Linked DNA regions of Manis pentadactyla: region 1 is linked to region 2. Evidence: chromatin contacts called from public Hi-C data. All regions are on one chromosome and are shown on one strand. Each heading gives the region's core, a stretch centred on a gene start, on an enhancer-like site or on the middle of the called end of the contact. The rest is flanking DNA. Distances are from core to core; before and after follow the strand shown.

What was found. Hi-C and Micro-C count contacts between places; a contact is called where the count stands out from the background.
Region 1: a contact with region 2 is called in a Hi-C map of skin fibroblasts, with 6 times the contacts expected there. The contact joins the promoter of GGT5 here to the promoter of LOC130680865 in region 2. A contact is called at or near these places in 2 of 3 Hi-C or Micro-C datasets (fibroblasts and skin fibroblasts).

What each region holds. Positions count from the first base shown.
Region 1 is chr14:5,123,345-5,127,596 of mManPen7.hap1, forward strand. It overlaps GGT5 (gamma-glutamyltransferase 5), which reads right to left and starts at 2,622. Exons shown (of 13, transcript XM_057492057.1): 1 at 2,445-2,622; 2 at 2,040-2,344. The coding sequence starts at 2,212.
Region 2 is chr14:4,887,927-4,892,350 of mManPen7.hap1, forward strand. LOC130680865 (glutathione S-transferase theta-1-like) reads left to right here and starts at 2,065. Exons shown (of 5, transcript XM_057492478.1): 1 at 2,065-2,397; 2 at 2,474-2,561; 3 at 3,348-3,498; 4 at 3,782-3,958; 5 at 4,041-4,286. The coding sequence starts at 2,286. The coding sequence ends at 4,241.

The DNA.
Region 1 (4,252 bases), core at 1,372-3,871, 240 kb after region 2:
TGCAGGGGGCGTGGAGAATCATGGCCCCAGCTGGGCCTGCCCACTCTGCGACATTAGCAAGGTCTCTTTGTGTGGGCCTAGTTTCCTCATAAGTCAAGTGGGACAGTGGATCCCACTGAAGATCCCGTGGGAGGCAGACAGATGTCACAAAGCCTAAAGGCCACCAATGACCCTGAAGCCCACACAGTCTCCCTAGACGGCAAGCACTTACTCCAGGCCTCAGAACACCCAGTTTGCTCACAAGCCTAACCTACTGGGATATCCCCCCACAAGATGGCAGGCTGGGGGGAAGGGACCTCACTGCCTCCACGCATCCACTGTATGTCCACTAGGCGTGGTGCTAGGTCTCCTGCGTAGACCTCAGGAGTGCTTCCCCAGGGGCTGGGGCTGCAGAAGGCGGGGAAGCTGGAGACAGGAGGGAGGGAGGGTGGGCCGCAGGCACGCAGCCCCCACGGAGCCCGCGGCAATCTGGCGGGGGCCCTCGAGGGTGGGATCTTGAGCCCATGTCAGGCGACCCCCATTCCACAGCAACCGGGGCCAGCTCCAGGCTCCCTCCCACTCCTGGCTTCTTAAAACAAGAGCAGGAAGTGGAGAGTGCTGGCTGACGAGTACACGGAGCCCCGGGGAGAAACCACATCCCACATCCGCTAGCCTCACCCAGGGGGTTTGCAGGGAGCTCTGAGGGCTCAGAGCAGAGCCCCAACCCGGGACCCTCATGCACACAGCAGGGCACGCCACGGAGACCCCCCGCCCCAACAGTGACTCGGGGAGCTCCCCAGAGACATAGGGGAACAGCCTCCTGCTCCCGGAGTCCATGTCCCCCTCTGGTCTCTGGGGCCAGAAGCTCCCAGCCCTGTTTACATCTTTGCAACTGTGGGTTCAGGTTGACCCCTCACCTCTGCATGTTCTCCAGGGCATGGGGTAGGGGCAGGCTCGCCCACCCATCCTCCAGCCCCCCACCTGTCCCTGGGCTGCCACATCGGCCACTGCCATCCTAGGAGCCCGGAGGGAGGGGCAGGAAGCCCTGTGACAGCCCAGGGAACGAGGTCTGGAAGGGGTCCTGGAAGGAGAGGCTCACAGACGCAGGGAAGAAGAATGAACAGAAAGAGGACCGACGGGAACAGGAGAGCCCGCAGGAGGCGGAAGCCCCAGTGAGGGACACTGGGTGCCCAGTGGCCCCTGGGGGCCACACTGCCCCTGCTCTGGGACCCACCCCTTCGGCTCCCAAAGCATTTCTGATTCTGACAGTCAGTGAGGCAGATACTCCGGCTAGCAGACCAGGCTGGCAGCAAAGGCAGGGTGCTTGCTCAGGCTCCTACAAGCCCCAGCGGGGAGGGGGCAGAGGCGTCCTGCCACGTTCCACCCGGTGACCAGGGAAGCTTCCCATGGGCTGGGCTTCCTGGAAAAGGGCTGGGAAATGCCAACTGGGGACCCCTCAACCACCCCTCCTTGCTCTGACCGGCCAGACATCAGTCACTCTGCCCACTGCTGGCCCCAGGCCCTGGCACAGACTCGGGGGAGCTGGGGGGTCGGGGAGAAGTTGGGACTCAGCCCAGGCAGGGGCCAAAGTAGGAGATGGGTCCCAGGCAGCACTAAGCACACCCCGGCAGGCTGGGACTCCCATTCAGAGCCCTTGAACCCCCTTGCCCAGGCCTCTGGTTGAAGACCCCAGCCTTAGAGAATTGACAGGCCTCTCTGAAGGGGCCAGCACGGCCCATCAGGGGCAGTGGAGGCCAGACTGGTGACATTGAGGCAGTGCCCTCTCTGGGCCTCCTGAGCTCTGGAGCTGCTCCCGGACACACACCACCTCTGTTCGGCCCACACGGTCCTCACCTCAAACCCCAGTCTGCCCCATCCACACACCTGTCGCCTGTTTTGTGCAAGGGCCCTGGGGCTGCTTCCTTGCTGGAGCCCAAACCCACGTGGTGCCCACATGCACACGCACACATGCACCTCCTCCACACTCTCCACACCGGTCACAAAGTCCCCGGAGGGCCCAGCCGCCGAGGGCCACCGGCTCCCATCCACCTCTTACTCACCGTCCAATATCTGAGCAGACCTTGGAGTCGCTGGCAACTGCAGCGTGGGCAAAGGCAGGGGGGCCACAGTGGGCCTGGTGGCGAGAGATGAGCACGGCAGGCACGATGACAGCCAGGGCCAGCCCCAGCCCCAGCAGGACCGCGCCGACCACCACCCCACGGCTCCGGGCCATGGCTGCCACTCGGCGGGTCCAGGAGGCAGGATCAGTGCACAAGCCAGTGTGCGGTGACTCACAGATGACTGGACAGACAGACAGACAGACAGACGGAGCAGGAGACAAGCAAAGGACCGATGGGCCAGATTGCTGGACAGAGGAGAGTAAGAGAAGATGGTCAGACAATTGGACAGAGACGGGATTACCGACGCTGGACAGACAGATGGGTTACAGGTGAAGAGCACACAACCTGGCAGACACGTGGGTGAGCAGGCGGCAGGCTAGCAGCGATCGGAGCGCTGTCCCCCTCGAGCGCTCGCTACAGAGGCAGGACTGGCCACATGTCTGAACTTCCAGTTTCCAGCCCTTGCTCTCAGCTCCGGCAGGATGCCAAGAAGCAGCGTGTTCATGGGGAGTTTTCCCCTCCAGAGGAGCCAGCCTCGGCTCTTAACTCCTTCCTTGCTGCCAAGGCCCACCCCCTGCAAGCCTGGAATGTGCCAACAGCCCCTTCCCCACCCACCAGCACCAGAGCTGCCCCACCCCATGTGCTTGAGGATGTGGAGTCCACTGTCCCCAGGGGAGCTGGGAGGCAGGGTTCCCAGGGCCCCCACGGCTGCCCTCTGGGTCCCAACAAAGCCAGGCCAGCAGGGCTGAGGCCCGCCTGGCCCCTGGCCCCAGGTCAGGGGCAGAGAGGCAAGGGGGGCCAGCAACGGCAGCCCTCTTGGCACGGCCCTGGCCAGCAGAAGTGCCCCTGAGCACCGCCAGAGCCAGAGGACACTGGGTGTTCAGGGCGCAGAGACAGCGGGAGGGGAGCCCCAAGACGAAGTCACTCAGGACCTGAGTTCAAGTCACCGCTTAGCTGCGGCCAAGCCAGGGCGCCAGGAGTGACCAGGCGGGGGCTTGGCTTCCCAGTTTGCATCAGATGCCGAGGACTTTAGGACGTCTGTGTGAGGAATGCAGATAGGACCCTTGTGCCCACACCACCCTCCACCCAAGTCCCTGGGCAGCCGGAGCAGGAGAGGCTGGGGCGGGCCATCCCGCAGGCCTGTAACCAGAGCTGCCCCGTAGGGTGGGGAGGGCTGTGGGCGCCTGCCTCTCCCCCCACTGTCCCCCCGCCACAGTGACATTGCTCAACCAGGAACCAGAGCGCATTCCCAGGCTGGGCCTGCCCACCCACTGGAAGGCAAGGGAAGCAGGGACAGCAGGGCCGGGGGGAGGGGGGGAGGCAAGTGGGGGGCAGCGCCCCTCCTCTCCCAGCCACGCTGGTGGGGCTGATGCTCGGGTGCAAGGACTGCCAGAGCAGAGGCCCTGGAGAGGAGCCCGGCTGGAGAGGCCCAGCCCGGGGGGGCCCCGAACGCCCCTGTCCAGGAGATGCAGGAGGGAGGGAAGCCTGCCCCCCCGGCCGCCGAGGGAGCCCTTGGTGAGCCCCACGGGCCTGGGGCCCTGGGGTGCACCCTATCCATGTCCTGAAGCCCAAGGAGCTTCGTGACCAGCCCCACCTCCAGGTCATGAGACCTCCCCTCGGGCCTCGCTCTTCTCCCCTGCAAATGGGACCATGGCCTTTCTTCTGGGGCCAAAATGAGGGTGAGGAGAGACTCGCGCACCCCACAGCCCAGTCTCCATCCCCTACGCCCCAGAGCCCAGAGGCCGTGCCCTCCCTCAGACCCCTGCCAGCGCAAAACCCCCATTTCCTCGTGGGCACTTTGGAAGCACCAGGTTTCCCAGCCTCAAGAAGGAGAGCCCAGACCCGGTCTTGCATGGCCTCTGGGCCCCTACCCTCAGGGGCCCCCAGCTCGTGCCCATGGGTCGTGGGTGACACCCCCACCCGCCTTCCCCGGCCTAGTCCAGCACTTCACTTCAGGCGCTTCAACTGAGCGCAGCCAGCCGGCCCTGGGCCGGGGCAGGAGGGCCAGGCCTGGGCGAAGGAAGCAGGGTGCTGTGTCTCCTGTGGGCCGCCTGCCCGCAAGCTCCCCACCCCGGGCCGCGTTCCCGGCCACCTGCCGGTCCAGCCCTGACCCTAAGGACCTGGGGCCTCTCCCAGATCGCTGTTCTCTGAGA
Region 2 (4,424 bases), core at 815-3,314:
CTTTGGCTATTCGGGGTCTTTTGTTCCATATGAATTTTAGAACTATTTTCTCTAGTTCATTGAAGAATGCTATTGGTATTTTGATAGGGATTGCATTGAATCTGTATATTGCTTTGGGCAGGATGGCCATTTTGACAATGTTAATTCTTCCTATCCATAAACACGGGATGTGTTTCCATTTATTGGTGCCTTCTTTAATTTCTCTCATGAGTGTCTTGTAGTTTTCAGGATATAGGTCTTTCACCTCCTTGGTTAGGTTCCTGTGACCTTTTCACATCATTTGTGAAGGGCGCTGGTATGTTGCCTAAGGCAGGTATTTGGGATATGGATGGATAATCATCTTTGTACCTGTGGTCCTTACTGAGGTCCATGTGAGCGCAGCAGTGAATGCCCCTGAGCCCACCTAGCTATCGCCGGCTTCACTGAGATCTGAGCCCAGGGGGACTAAAGTCCTGTCACCTCACCTTCTGTACCCTGCCCTTTTGACCCTCTCTGTGGGCCCAGGGAGTGGGGCTCCTTCCTACCCTGCTCCAGCTGTCCTTTTTCACGGGAAGTGGTTAAAGTCCTGCCCACAGAAGCCTCATCCTGTTCTTTCCCTCGTGACTTTACACCTTTTTATTCTGTGACTAGCATCTTAGCGGGAGCTCTGGAGGAAACACTGCAGCGTCTGTAATCACCACAAGGCCTGTTTCATAATCAAGGGCTCCCCAGCCAACTGTTCTGTGACCAACCACAAAACACTTACGCAACTGCACGGGAGCAGCACAGACACCACCAGTCAAAGGACGCGCCATTCACAGTTCTCCTTACTGACGGCTCTGTTTTCATTTGACACATTGTTTTCTGATGGGAGGGCCAGGGGCTCCCCAGTGGACACCACGTGCCTCACACAGCCACAGTTCTTGGATGGGACAGTAGATGTCACTGCCAACCAATAAATGGAGTTCTTAACATCATTTTGTAAGCCTGCCTCTCGATGCCCTCCCTCGGTCTACCTGTGCCATTCCCAGCCTGGAGGACCCCAGGTGGCCCCATACTATACCTGTCCCTCTCTGAGAGGTCAGGCTTCTCAGCACAGCATGTGGGTATATGTGTGGAGGGACCACAGGTCAGGTTCGCTGTTATTATGGACTGAAGCACCCCCCCGCCAAATCTATGTGTCGACGCCCTAAGCCCCAGTGCCCGCCTGCCCTGCCCGGTGGGCGTCTCCCCTCTGAGGTCCTGTTCTGGCTGCCTCCCTTTCACAGATCCCTCATGCCAGCTTGCTTTCCTGGGCCTTTTCTGTCTGCCTCCAGAGGGGTGGGTGGTGGCAGCCTGTGCCCTCCTGATCACCCCCACCTCTGGCTGCTTTTTCATTGTTCACAGCTGGATGGTTTTGCTTTCAACCAACACTTCAACAAAGTATGCAAGTAAATAAACAATAAAGTTAAACTGTCACTCTGAGCGCAGTGAAGGTGATGGGGACGTCTTAGAGGGTGGCCACAGCTGAACTAGCCGTGCTGTGCAGCAGTGCAAGGAGGGGGGCAGTGGGGCCCCCAGGTGGCCTGGCAGGAGGAGTGGCAGAAGACTCCCTGGAATTGACCTTGAGTCCAGAACTGGTGTTCTGGGCAGGGGTTTGGGCCCAAGCTAAAGCTGGGCATGAAAATTGGACCAGGTTGGTGTGAGGAAGACGGAAGACACCCAGGGGTCTGGCCTGAGCAGGGCGTCGGGGAGGAGGGCCCTGGAGGGGGACAGTTACAAGGAAATGTCTTAAGATGTAAGCATGCTGGAGAGAGAGGCCTGGTCTGTGGGAGCTCGTGTGTGTGTGTGTGTGCGCGCGCGCGCGCGTGTGTGTGTGTGTGTGTGTGTGCGCGCGCGCGGCACAGGCGTGGTGGGAGGAATAACGCAGAAGGCCTTAAACGCCCAGAGTGGTGCCCGCCGGCCTGCCCCAGTCAGCTCCCCCTGGAGGAATGTGAAGGCCCCCCAGCAGCCGGGAAACAGGGGGGGCGGGGCGCAGGCGGAGGGAAGGGGCGGCGGGTGGGAGAGCCCAGACGCTTGCAGCTGCACCAAGGAGGGGAGGCTGGGCTTCCCGACAACCAGAGGCCAGCCCCCAGCGGGGGCACAGTCCGCCCCTCCTCCAGGCCAAAGGCCCGGAGGGGCGGCACCCTGGCGGGGCGCCCAGACAGCCGGCGCGAAAGCAGGCCTCAGGGAGGGGCACAGACCTCGGGCCCCGTTCTGGATGGGCCGGCAACCGCGCCGGAGGCAGGCCCGGGCGGAGGCGCGCGGGGCAGGCGGCGGGCGCGGCGATGGCGCCGGAGCTGTTTCTGGACCTGTACTCGCCCCCCTGCCGTGCCGTCTACATTTTCGCCAGGAAGAACGGCATCCCCTTTGCGCTGCGGCCGGTGGATCTGGGACGGGGTGAGCCGGGTGGCTGGACCGGGGAGGGGGTGTCCGGGGCCGCACCCTGCTGAGCCTCCCCGCCTCTCTCCCCCAGGGGAGCACCTGAAGCCCGAATTCCTGAAGGTGAACCCCCTGGGGAAGGTGCCCGCCCTCAGGGACGGGGACTTCCTGCTGTCTGAGAGGTAAGGGCCCGGGGGCTGCCCAGGCTGCAGGCCGGGCGCGGGGAGGAGGCAGGCGGAGAGGCGAGCGCCCTGGCTCGCGGCCTACGGAACGGCCGGCCCCTCCCTCCTCTGCTCCAAGGCGGGGGCTGGACCCGGGGGCTGGGCCGCCGCAGGGCCTAAGCTGGGAGCCTCAGCATGGGCACTGACGTCACCGACCCAGCCAGGCCTGGGCCCGCGGAGGCAGCAGGGAAGACCCAGGCTTGAGGTTAGCCCTGCCCACATGTCCCAAGCATGTCCTCTCAGAGTCACAGGGGCTTGGCAGCCCCAGGGCTACACTGAGCTCTGAACCCCAGACTCTCACATCCTCACATAACCACCTCCCAGGGCTTGCCCAAGGATGGAAACTGGGCACCAAGTGCCAGGAGCCCAAGGGGGATCAAGAGAGGGGGCCTCTCTTAGACTCACACCCAGATCCTGGTCTCCAGGGAGAACTGGCCAGGAAGGGAGCTTGGAGACCCCTTGGGCAGGTGCCCAGGCCAGGTCTGCCTCCTCATGATTGATAGGACCCTGATACCAGAAAGCTGGGTATAGAGGCAGAGGGTGGGCTGGGGTAACAATGGGGAGGAGTCTAGGAAGGGGCAGTTGAGGAATGGAGCAGTTTGATAGGGGTGAGATGCCTCTTGGGGGAGAGGATGTCCTTCCCTGGAGGGGGAGGTCAGAGAAAGCCAGTCAAATCACCCTGCTGTGGGAGATGGAGCTGCTCAGCCCTGGCGGGGTGAGGAGATCTCTGATACCACCTGCCCGCAGTGTGGCCATCCTTTTATACCTGAGCCGCAAGTACCAGACAGCGGCCCACTGGTACCCACCTGAGCTGCAGGCCCGTGCCCGTGTGGACGAGTACCTGGCATGGCAGCACGCTGCCATCCAGCTGCCTGCCGCCAACGTCTACCTGTGTAAGGTGAGCCTCTCTGCCCTATCATGCAGGCCTGGCCAGGAGCCAGGACCCCCAGAGCTGGAAAGGACCAGTTGGCACACATACCACCTCCCTTACACTGCCTCAGTCAGACATTACTAATCTATTGCAGCACTGTTTCCCCTGAGCCTGAATGAGTCCTCAGAATCCTTCTAAACGCAGAGCCCCCAAGGGCTTCACTAATGGATGGTGGCCAGGGAAGGGTAGACAGGAGGCCGAGGAAGTTTGGAGGGGCCTGGGATAACTTCCCCCTTTCCTCCGGGCCCAGTCTCTCCTGCCCTACTTCTCGGGGCAACCTGTGGACCCCACAAAGCTGGAACAGCTGCTGGGGAAGCTCACTCCTTCACTGCAGCACCTGGATCAGAAAGTCCTGGCAGCCAGGCCCTTCCTAGCCTCTGAGCAGCTCTCCTTGGCAGATCTGATAGCATTCACGGACCTGATGCAGGTGAGGTTCTGTGCTGGCTTGCCCTCTGGGGGACTCTGGGTGCAGAGATGAGCCCCCCACCCCAGCTGCCCTGTCTCCCCAGCCCACTGCTGTTGGCTGCGACGTCTTCCAAGACAGGCCCCGTCTGGCAGCGTGGCGGGCCCGTGTGGAGGCTGCACTGGGCCCTCAGCTCATCCAGGAGGCTCACAGGCTCGTGCTACAGCCACGGGACCCCCAATTGGTCCAGCAGAACCCCCAGCTGGCCCAGGAGCTGGTGCAGCGGCTGCAGGAGCGGCTCCGCTGAGGGAGCTGCACTCTCCTGCCTGCAATAAACATGCTGTGTGCCCTCCACTGGCCTCCGTCTCTCTCTGCCTTGGGAAGCGGGGTTGACTCATTTCCAAGCCGAAGCCCAGAAGGACAGGGGATCTCCTGAGATTACCTGGCCCAGATGAAGCAGCTCTCCGGCCTCCCCACGGGTGTCCGGTTA